Linked DNA regions of Sus scrofa: all the other regions are linked to region 2. A link is a contact called in public HiChIP or PLAC-seq data. All regions are on one chromosome and are shown on one strand. Each heading gives the region's core, a stretch centred on a gene start, on an enhancer-like site or on the middle of the called end of the contact. The rest is flanking DNA. Distances are from core to core; before and after follow the strand shown.

Region 1 (3,638 bases), core at 763-3,262, 340 kb after region 2:
ATTTTAAACAGGAGACTTGTGTCAGGTCCAATACAGCTTATGGTGTGTTCCTATAGCCCCTGGCCCCCAAACTCCGCCCCCAGTGCTCTATGCTTTCCTTCAGCAAATATTTTGGCAAGTCTATAGCGTGCTTGTCAAGTTTACATACATTGCTTTAAAATCAGGGTCATTGACCAGGATACCAAAAACCCCACCCCAACTCAGGAGTCAAGATAAATCACATTTTGGTGGAATATCTAAAAAAATAAGAATTGGAGTTCCCGTCGTGGCGCTGTGGTTAACGAATCCGACTAGGAACCATGAGGTTGCGGGTTCTGTCCCTGCCCTTGCTCAGTGGGTTAATGATCCGGCGTTACCGTGAGCTGTGATGTAGGTTGCAGACGCGGCTCGGATCCCACGTTGCTGTGGCTCTGGTGTAGGCCAGTGGCTACAGCTCTGATTCGACCCCTAGCCTGGGAACCTCCATATGCCGTGGGAGCGGCCCAAGAAATAGCAAAATAAATAAATAAATAAATAAGAATTGACGCAAAAAAAAAAAGATGAAAATATCAGGATTTTAAGTAAAGATAAGGATATTGGTGTTAGTGATTTTATTTCTTTGGCCTCAGCTTCTCAGAGGCTTGGCCTGGCACTGCTAATCTTATTATACCCTTGGGGTAGGGCCATGTTGTAGGTTGTGACTCAAAAGAGCTCAGCACTGGCATTCCCATTGGGGCTCACCGGGTTGTGAACTTGACAACGAGTATCCACGAGGATGTGGGTGCAATCCCTGGCATCGCTCAGTGGGTTAAAAGATCCGGCATTGCCTCAAGCTGGGTGTAGATTGCAGATGCGGCTCAGATCTGGTGTTGCTGTGGCTGTGGTGTAGGCTGGCAGCTACAGCTCAGTTTAGAACCCCAAGCTCAGCATTTACTCTCCTAAAAGGTAGAGAAGGAATTTGAACCCCAGGACTATACAGTCTATGCTCCATGCTCAAGACTAGCCAACAGCCTAGTTTTGTGGAAGGACCAGGACACTCTGCCTTTTGTTTTTTGTTTTGTTTTTTAGGACCACACCCGTGGCATATGGAGGTTCCCAGGCTAGGGGTCCAATAGAAGATACAGTTCACATCAATGCCAGATGTTTAGCCATTGGGTGAAGCCAGGGATCAAACCCTCAACCTCATGGTTCCTGGTCAGATTCACTTCCCCTACGCCATGACGGAAGCTCTCTTGCTCAGCTGCTGAAATAACCGCATATCATAGGTGCCAGGAGATAATTCATGGAGTGCCCTGACGATATAAGTCACCATGAAGCCTAAAGTCATCGTGTTGGAGTCGGGGGTGGGGTGAGCAAACAGTGACTTCCGCTTGAATGCCAATGAGAAAGAATTAGCCTGACCTGGAGTCCTTAAAAGCCATGTAACCTTTCCTTTTAAATCTCTCAGCGGCAGAGCGCTTTTCTCTGGACCAAAGGTTGATCTTGGAATCACTGAAAGTAAAATACAATCTAAGAATCCTTTTGGAGAGCAAGAGTGTTTTACAAACTCAGGGGAGGTTTCTCCACGCTGTATTTATTTTTTTAAATTGCAATCAAGCCCCTAGAAATCTGAGTTTTGTTTCCAGTGCAGCAGGCTGACCGAAGGAGAAGGGGAGGCCTTTGGATGGGCGGCTGGAGGCATCTGGAATTGTTGTAGGGATCCGTTTTTCCAGGTCCGGGTGTAGACCAGTCTCCGTCCCGGCGAGGAGCCGGGGTGGCCACACCCTCCTCCCGCCTCATCGCTGCACGCGCACTGCCACCTACAGAGCTCGGGAGGCAAGTCAACTTCGTGCCCTGCCCTTCCCTCCTGTGGGACCCGCCTGGCCATGTGATGGAGTCCGATCCCGTTCCAGGGCCTGGACAGATTGCTGCGGAGGACTCCCCACTCATTACCATAACAGGGGCTTGATCTTTCCTTGGGCGGGTTGAAGACACACTAAAAATCAGGTCTCACTTTACCAATTTTATCTAGCTAACATTATCTCCCATCTCAACAAAGCCTCTGCATTTTGTTTTGGCTGCTGAGACTCCCTTCCAAAGGCCTCTTTAGTGCTCAGTACTTAACTTACTTCAGCAAGCTCTGGTTCTCTTTGCTTTATCGCAGATTGTCAAAATATAAAAAAAAAGTTGCTTGTATTTACTGAGGTCCCAGGCTCAATGTTATGTGTTTTACATGCGTCATTTTAACTTAGCCCAAATCCTTTAAACTAGGTACTGGAGTTTTCTCCCTGATGTAGATGTGGAAATAGGCTTAGAAACATTTTGTCCAAGGTCACTCAGCTAGTCAGCTGTGGTGCCGGATTTTAAATCCAGGTGGATTTTATTTTATTTTGCTTTATTTATATTTTTGTCTTTTTAGGGCCGAACCCGCAGCATATGGAAGAAGTTCCTTGGCTAGGGGTTGAATCAGGGCTGCAGCTGCCAGCCTATGCCACAGCAACATGGAATCTGAGCCTTGTCTGCCACCTACACCACAGCTCATAGCAATGCCAGATCCTTAACCCACTGAGTGAGAAGGGCCAGGGACGGAACCCAAGTCCTCATAGATACTAGTCTGGTTCATTACTGCTGAGCCAAAACAGTAATTCCAGATTTTATTTATTTATTTATTTATTTATTTATTTTTAAATTTTCCATTACAGTTGATTTACAATGTTCTGTCAATTTTTTCTGCACAGCAAAATGACCCAATTATACATATATATATATGTATATATATATGTATGTATATTCTTTTTCTCATATTCTATTATGTTCTATCCCAAGAGACTGGATATAGTTCCCTGTGCTGTACAGTAGACCTTATTGTGTTTTTTTGCTTTTCAGGGCCACGTCCTTGGCACATGGAAGTTCTCAGGCTAGGGGTTGATTCGGAGCTACAGCTACCAGCCCACACTGCAGCCACAGCAACACTGGATCTGAGCCTCATCTGCAACCTACACCACAGCTCATGGCATTGGCCGATACCTGATCCGCTGAGCAAGGCCAGGGATCGAACCCACATCCTCATGGATATTAGTTGGATACATTCCTGCTGCACCACAACAGGAACTCCAGGACCTTATTGTTTACCCATTCTAACTGTAATAGTTTGCATCTACTAATCCCAAACTCCCAGTCCATCCCACCTCCTCCCCCGCTCCTTTGGCAACTGCAAGTCTGTCCTTCATGTCTGTGATTCTGTTTCTGTTCTGTAGATATGTTCATCTGTGCTTTATTTTATTTTATTTTTCTGTCTTTTTGCCTTTTCTAGGGCCGCTCCCGAGGCATATGGAGGTTCCCAGGCTAGGGGTCGAATTGGAGCTGTAGTCGCCTGCCTACACCATAGCCACAGCAACGCCAGATCCGAGCTGCATCTGTGACCTACACCACAGTTCACAGCAACGCCAGATCCTTAACCCACTGAGCAAGGCCAGGGATTGAACCTGCAACCTCCTGGTTTCTAGTCGGATTCGTTAACCCCTGCGCCACAACGGGAACTCCGATTTGTGCCATATTTTAGATTCCACATATAAGTAATATGATATGGTATTCCTCTTTCTCTTTCTGACTTACCTCACTTAATATGAGAATCTCTAATAGCATCCATGTTGCTGCAAATGGCATTATTTTGTTCTTTA
Region 2 (3,909 bases), core at 108-2,607:
AACACTTACTTTTTAAAAAAAAAATCACAAATAAACAACCTAACTTTATACTCTCAGGAACCAAAAAAAGTCCAGGAGTTGCCATCGTGGCGCAGTGGTTAACAAATCCGACTAGGAACCATGAGGTTGCGGGTTTGGTTCCTGGCCTTGCTCAGTGGGTTAACGATCCAGCATTGCCAAGAGCTGTGGTGTAGGTTGCAGACACAGCTCAGATCCCGTGTTGCTGTGGCTCTGGCCGTAGGCCAGTGGCTACAGCTCCGATTCGACCCCTAGCCTGGGAACCTCCATATGCCGCGGAAGCGGCCCAAGAAATGGCAAAAGGACAAAAAAAAAAAAAAAAAAAAAAAGTCCAAAGTTAACAGAAGGAAGGAAATAACAAAGATCAGCACAGAAATAAACATGAAATAGAGATCAGAAAAACCAATAGAAAAGATCAACAAAAAGAAGACCAGTTCCGTTATGGCGAAGCAGAAGCAAATCCAATTAGGAACCATGAGGTTGTGGGTTCGATCCCTGGCCTTGCTCAGTGGGTTAAGGATCTGACATTGTTGTGGCTGTGGTGTAGGCCAGCAGCTACAGCTCTGATTGGACCCCTAGCCTGGGAACCTCCATATGCCTCGGGTGCAGCCCTCAAAGGACAAAAGACAAAAAAAAAAAGAAAGAAAAGAAAAGGAAAAAAAACCTGTTCTTTTTCAAAAAAGATAAAACAAAATTGACAAACCCGTAGCTTGGGAAACTCAGGAAAAAAGAGAGAAAATTCAAACAAATAAAAATCATAAATGAGGAAGTTCCCGTTGCGGCTCAGCAGTAACAAACCAACTATTATCTGTGAGAATGAGGGCTCGATCCCTGGCCTTGCTCGGTGGGTCAGGGATCTGGCGTCGCGATGAGCTGTGGTCTAGGTTGCAGACACAGCTTAGATCCCGTGTTGCTGTGGCTGTGGTGTAGGCTGACAGTTACAGCTCTGATTCAACGCCTAGCCTGGGAACTTCCATATGCCTTGGGTGGGGCCGTAAAAAGACCAAAAAAAAAAAAAAAAAGTTTTTTTTTTTTTTTAATTCCCCAGCTTTATTTACTTTTTAAATTTTTCTTTTGGCTGTGCCTGCAGCATGTGGAATTCCCCAGGACAGGAATTGAACTTGCCCCACAGCAGTGACCCAAGCTGCCGCAGTGACAACTCCAGACCCCTGACCCACTGTGCCACAAGAGAAATCCTACCCAGCCTTAGTATAAAGAGCTATAACCTACAGAAACAAAAGCTTTTGGGGTCATCAATAATTTTGAAGACTGTGTCAAGCCGTCCTGAGTACACAAGAAGCCGTGATTTAGAGGACAGTGAGAAGAGTGTGAATCAGCAAAGACACTGAGAAGGAGGCTAGTGATTAGGAGGAAACCAGGGATTGCAGCATCACAGAAATCAGAGGCAGTTTCAAAAAAAAAAAAAAAAGAGTATTTAAATAAATGGGTTAAAGGTGGCCCCTCTATCTTAGTCCCTGTTACTTTTTCACTGAACGCTGGGACAGTTGGGTCTAAGCCCACCAGCATGAAACTCAAAATTTCACACATCCAGTTGCTTTAACTATAGCCCAATAAGCATATTTTAACCATTTAGAATCTGCCTGTTTTGCTTTTTTTTTTTTTTTTTTTCCTGCTTTTTAGCGCTGTACACGGCATATGGAGGTTTCCAGGCTAAGGGTCGAATTGGAGCTACACCTGCCCGCCTACACCACAACAATGCAGGATCCGAGGGGCGTCTGCTACTTACACCACAGCTCACAGCAACGCTGGATCCCCAACCCACAACGAGGCCAGGGATTGAACCCGCATCCTCACCTACACTAGTCGGATTCGTTTCCGCTGTGCCACAACAGGAACTCCCTGTTTTGCGTATCTTGAAAAACTGCACCCACTATCTGCAAGCCAAAGATAAAAAACAAAGCTTGCAAATATAAAAGACATCCGGGTGCTGCAGCCCTTCTAGCCTTTGACCCAGAGACACCCAATTGTGCTACCAGGTAACATCACTAGTCATCAGGCCCTAACCGCTCCGCTCAGTACCAAACCCCTCCCCGCCAAAAGTCCCCTGCCCTCTTTCCTTTCTGGCTGGCAGTCCAGGCCTCTGTCCTAGAAGGTCATGGGCTGGAAGGGACTTTCTTCCCTAGCGACTTGTCAAAGCTACACCCAAATAAAGCTCATTGCGTGCTACTGCCATCTAGTGGTCACATTTTCTTAGCCCAGCCCAAAGGTCCTCAAATGCAGTACAATAGGCACCTCGGTAAACTGCCCGGTTATAGAGGAAGATAATGACAGGAAAGTACCCACTGAATTCACTCCGTGGAAAATGCTATGACCGTGACAAGTTTCAGGAAGCTATACTGGAGCCGGTTGAAGACTGAGTCGTGATACCCAAAATAAACAACTCTTAGAAATCAACAAGCAAAAGACAAATATTCCCACAGAAAAATGAGTAACAGTTATAAACAGACTGTTCACAAAAAGAAACACTGGACATGATCAGTAACCATATGGAAATAGGCTCATCAGACAAAGGCAAGTGAAACATGAAACGTATGTGACAGGCAAAGTTTTTTTATTTTTTTTATTTTTATTTTTTTGCTTTTTAGGGCAGCACACACTGCATATGGAAGTTCCCAGGCTAGGGGTCTAAGCAGAGCTACAGCTGCCAGCCTACACCACAGCCACAGCAAGGCAGGATCTGAGCTGCATCTGCAGCCTGTATACCACAGCTCACAGCAATGCCGGATCCTTAACCCACTGAGCAAGACCAGGAATCGAACCCACAATCTCATGGTTCCTAGTAGGATTCTTTTCCACTGTGACATGACGAGAATTTCTTTTTTTTTTTTATTTTTAAATTTTTAAAATTTTATTTCAATTGGTGAAATCACAGGGAAACAAGAATGCTTCTATATGGCTGATAGGCATGTGAAAAGGACAGTCCCTTTCAAGGGAGATTCGAAAGAACCTATAATAAGGTTAGATATGCTTGTCCAGGACCCAGAAGTTTCGCTATCCAGGGCTTACCATAAAAAAACACTCACACTCCCCCAAGAGCAAGTGAACATGTGCAGGATACCCATGAAGCATTGTTTGTTATCAATAAACGCTGGAAACAACAGAAAAAATGACTAAATATGCCATGATATATTCATACTACAAAACAATGTCATGATTAGGGGGACAGATTCTAGAGCCAAATGCCTAGGTGGCATCCTAGAACCAGGATGCGGGGAAAGGTCAAAGTGTGTTTTAGCCTTACCTCTATGTTTAATAATATATTCCTATTGATGTATATAAAGTTCATTTTTTAAAAAAGTAAATGGAGGTGAAGAAACAGAGGAAGCAAATATAGATTAGACTTCAGAAAAATTGGTAAGAAAGGAGTAGAAAAAATGCAGGATCTGGAGAGGATTGTGGGCTCAAGGATCCTTGAGCTCACAGGAACACAGAATCCTTAACCACTGAGTGAGGCCAGGGATCAAACTCACAACCTCATGGTTCCTAGTCCAATTCGTTTTGGCTGTGCCACAACAAGAACTCCTACTTTTGTTGTTTTCTAACGGGGAGGGGGTGTTAGGAGATCTCTGGTGGCCTAGCAGTTAAGGGTCTGACATTGTCAATGCTGTGACACAGGTTCGATTCCTGTCCCCAGGACCTTTGAATGCTGTGGGTGCAGTCAAAAAATAAACTAATAAAATAAAATAATGAGGGAGTTCCCATCATGGCTCAGCAATAACAAACCCAACTAGCATCCATGAGGACTCAGGTTCAATCCTTGGCCTTGCTCAGTGGGTTAAGGATTGAGCATGACCGTGAGCTGTGGTGTAGGTTGCAGATGCAACTTGGATCTGGGATTGCTGTGGCTGTGGTGTAGGCTGTCAGCTGTAG
Region 3 (3,831 bases), core at 1,185-3,684, 360 kb after region 2:
TTTGAAACTATTTTCTCCCATTCTGTAAGTTGTTTTTTTGTTTTCTTTTTGGTTTCCTTTGCTGTGCAAAAGCTTTTCAGTTTGATGAGATCCCATGGGTTTGTTTTTGTTCTAATTTCTATTGCTTTGGGAGAGGAAAGCATTTTCAAGTTACACAAGAGCACACCTGAAGATGGAAACCCCATCTATCATCAATCATGGCGCCCATGTCCATGGAAATGCCAGTTTCTTGGGCAAAGGTCAGTAGCCAGGTGATAGCATTGGCTCAGGACTTGCCATCTCAAGGGGGCATGCGGTGGGAGCTGGAGGTGAAAATAATGGGATCAAGTTTCAAAAAAAAGGAAGAAGTTTCAGGTGGGTTTAAGAGACCCAAATCCCGTGGTTTGTTCCCCAGGCGACCAGCCCCCACCCTTAGGTTACTGAGAGCTTTCCAATGTCACATCATTAACATAAGACATATTTAGGGCTCTCATCACAGGAAACCCTAAGTTTTAGGAGTTTGGGGAGATCTGAATTTTAGGAGATCTGTGCCTGGAATAGGTCAAAGGCCAAATATATACTTTGCTTAATATCCTGACATAGCAGACCCATAGATAATGAGGATATTTTCTGTTGCCCCCTCAGTCAAACAGGGAACATAACAGCGGCTCTGTGAGTTTTACTGGAACTCTGGAGCCTTAAACTGACCCATGGGTGTGAAGTTCTTTAAACAGTTTGACAGGATTTCCTGTTGTGGTGCAACACGATCAGTGTTGTCTTTGGAGCACTGGGATGCAGGTTTGATCCCTGGCCGGGCACAGTGGGTTGAGGATCCCTGGTTACTGCAGCTTTGGCTTGGGTCGAAACTATGGCTGGGATTTGATCCCTGGCCCAGGAACTCTATATGCCTCTGGAGGGCTAAAACAAAGGAAAAAAAAAAAAGTTTGAGAGAAAGAACAAAATCTTTCTACTTTTTAAAGGAACTGCCAAATTACTTGAGTAAAACGAGTTTTCAAGAGATGCAGAGGACTTAGTAGCAGGTGCATAAACCCCTTGCTGAGGGGCACTGGGGTTTGGGGTGAGAGGAGCTAGAATCAAGACCAGGTCCCAGGTGTGTGACTTGGGCCTCCACCTTCCTCATCTGTAGAAAGGCAGTAACAGGAACAGCGCCTAGCAAGGTTGTAGTGAGGATCCAATGAGGTGCTGTGACAGTGTAAAGAAAAAAAAAGGCAATTGTCTTAATTATTAGTGCTTGTCTCTAACGATTTCATTAATTACAATGGAGCATGTAACCCTTTAATTACAAGGATTAAAAGGATGGAAGGGAGTTCCCGTTGTGGCTCAGGGGGTTAAGAATCCGACTAGTATCCATGAAAATGTGGGTTGGATCCCTGGCCTTGCTCAGGAGGTTAAGAATCCAGCATTGCTGTGAGCTGTGGTGTGGTTTGCAGAGGCAGCTTGGATCTGGTATTGCTGTGGCTGTGGTGTAGACAAGCAGCTAGAGCTGCAATTCCACCCCTAGCCTGGGAACTTCCATGTGCACAGGTGCAGCCCTAAAAAGGGTGGGGTGGAATTGCAGCTCTAGCTGTCCCTGGACGCAAAGGTCTTGTGCACTGACAGAAAACTGTAGCCATCAGGGCTCAGTGACAGGCTAGTCCCACCCAGTAAGTGGTAGGGATGGGAGACGCTGGCAAGGAGGGGGTTAAGGGTTCACAGCAAAGGGCCTTCTGTGGAGTAGGAATTGACTTCAAGCGGGCTCTCCAGGCTCTCAGTAAAGGGATGACAGGAGGAAAACAATAGGAATATTCAGTCCTGCTTCTGCGCCTATATCCCAAGCTAGATCTTGGGGGAGGAGCCTGTGCAGGCAAAGGAGAAGTCAGCTCCGGAAGCAGCTGTCAATCAAGTACAATCCTTCCAGCGCTAGCATCTTGGGAGAAGACACTGCTTCCCAAGTCTTTACACCTTTGAGATGGCACCAGAGACATCACGCGGGTGAGCTAAGCGCCCCTCCATCCGTCAGATCTCGCGGTAGGAGAAAAACCGGGAGAGGAGGGCGCTGGCAGCGCGGTCCTCAGCCCAGTGGGAAAGTGGCGGACCCAGCCTCTCAGCTCAAGTCCCAGCCAACCGCGAAGGCGGGCGGGCGGAGATGGAGTTTGGCAGCTGTCCCACTGGGAAGTCTGCCAAGGGAGACTCGGAACGAGCGGCTTTGAGTCTGCCGGGTAGGAATCTCTGCGACAGTGCCCTTGCCTTGTGTCAGTGACTTTTGATTTCCCCAGCTTCTTACAACTGCCTGAACTTGTTTTCTCGCCTGTAATAAATAGGTTGTTAAAATTACATGAAAAAGATAGTAACGAACTTGTTAATTATTCAATAAATAGTAGCTGTCACCGCCAGGGTCACAGTCAGCAGCCCTGCTGTATCATCCGGGAGGGCTGAGTCAGGTCTCCCGGCGGCACCTCGACGTGTCGCAGGCTCTTTGGCTCCCTCGCCTGGGAGGGAGCGGCAATCGTCTTGCTGCTGGTGCAACCCGGAGCCAGAGTGCAGAACCGGGAGGAGAACTCTTTCACGCATCCTTCTTCTCCTTGATTCCCATGCTCCGGGTTGGTCCACCAAAGAACCGGCTTTCTACTGGCTTCCTTGCGATGGCTCTAGTGATGAGAGGACTGCAGGCCCTGGCTGAACCCCATCCCAGACAACCTGCCTGGTTCTCACGCCCCGAATCTCAGTGGTTCTTTAAGAAGGGCTCTTGGGACTCGGTGGGAGGAATTTTTTTTTTCTTTTTCTTTTTTCTTCTTTTTTTTTTGCTACAAAGGGGAACCGCTGGCATTTAATGGGATTTGCCAGTGATGCCAGATACCCTCCAAAATGTGGAATGGTCCTGCACAGCAAAGAACTGTGTGGGCTTTCAGATACCCCACTGGACATCCATGAAATGAAAGGCCATTTATTATTAATTATCTGAGCTAAGTTCTAACCCAGTTGATGTATAAACAAAAACACTATTTTTGGAGTTCCCCATGTGGCTCAACAGTTAATGAACCCCACTAGCATCCATGAGGAAGAGGGTTCTATCCCTGGCCTTGCTCATTGGGTTAAGGATCCGGTGTTGCTGTGAGCTGTGGTGTAGGCTAATGGCTACAGCTCCGATTTGACCCCTAGCCTGGAAGCTTCCATATGCCTTGGGTGCGGCCCAAAAAAGCAAAAAAAAAAAAAAAAAAAAAAAAAAAAAAAGAATTGAAGTTCAGGAGACACAGATTTGGATAAAACTGAAAGAGTGTTCCAGGGAAGAGAAAGAGTAGGGGGCTTATAAAGGCAAAAGCCAGCAGGCGATACTCTGACACAAGAAAGGAAATAGTCATCCATCACGAGTTGTTTCAGGGTAAGGGGGCCAGACAGTATCTTTTTTTTTTTTCTTTTCTTTTTACGGGCTGCAATTGGCATGTGGAAGTTCCTGGCTAGGGGCTGCATCTGAGCTGCAGCTGAGGCCACAGCCAATGCAGGATCTGAGCCATGGCTGCAACCTATGCTGCAGCTTGCGGCAACACTATTTCCTTAACCCCCTGAGTGAGACCAGGGATTGAACCCAAATTGCATCCTCACAGACACTATGTCATGTTCTTAACCCTCTGAGCCACAATGACAACTCCCCAGTCAGGATCTTGAGTTTCAGGCAGATGTTCTGAATGCCTTTGTTAGGACAATAAATAGTCAAAGGAGGGAGTTCCTGTTGTGGCTCAGCAGTAATGAGCCCGACTATTATCCACAAGAATGTGGGTTTGATACCTGGCCTCGCTCAGCAGGTTAAGGATCCAGCGTTGCCGTGAACTATGGTATAGGTCGCAGATGCGGCTC

Evidence for each region. HiChIP or PLAC-seq counts read pairs in DNA pulled down with a chosen protein or histone mark.
Region 1: a contact with region 2 is called in an H3K27ac HiChIP or PLAC-seq map of alveolar macrophages. The contact joins two enhancer-like sites. A contact is called at or near these places in 1 of 47 Hi-C or Micro-C datasets (embryonic fibroblasts) and 1 of 2 datasets of contacts at active chromatin or transcription factors (alveolar macrophages).
Region 3: an H3K27ac HiChIP or PLAC-seq map of alveolar macrophages shows a contact between it and region 2. The contact joins two enhancer-like sites. A contact is called at or near these places in 1 of 47 Hi-C or Micro-C datasets (embryonic fibroblasts) and 1 of 2 datasets of contacts at active chromatin or transcription factors (alveolar macrophages).

The regions. Positions count from the first base shown.
Region 1 is chr14:10,110,020-10,113,657 of Sscrofa11.1, reverse strand. No RefSeq gene overlaps it. Among named protein-coding and RNA genes, the nearest start is that of PPP2R2A, 84 kb to the left of the region's middle. Within about 2 kb of position 2,012, at least 20 of the 83 cell types and tissues checked have an H3K27ac peak or open chromatin away from gene starts, as enhancers often do. A contact at or near this core is called in alveolar macrophages, where this site is marked.
Region 2 is chr14:10,445,284-10,449,192 of Sscrofa11.1, reverse strand. All of the region lies in intron 1 of DPYSL2 (dihydropyrimidinase-related protein 2), which reads right to left. Among named protein-coding and RNA genes, the nearest start is that of DPYSL2, 19 kb to the right of the region's middle. Within about 2 kb of position 1,357, at least 4 of the 83 cell types and tissues checked have an H3K27ac peak or open chromatin away from gene starts, as enhancers often do. A contact at or near this core is called in alveolar macrophages, where this site is marked.
Region 3 is chr14:10,081,759-10,085,589 of Sscrofa11.1, reverse strand. No RefSeq gene overlaps it. Among named protein-coding and RNA genes, the nearest start is that of EBF2, 56 kb to the right of the region's middle. Within about 2 kb of position 2,434, at least 40 of the 83 cell types and tissues checked have an H3K27ac peak or open chromatin away from gene starts, as enhancers often do. A contact at or near this core is called in alveolar macrophages, where this site is marked.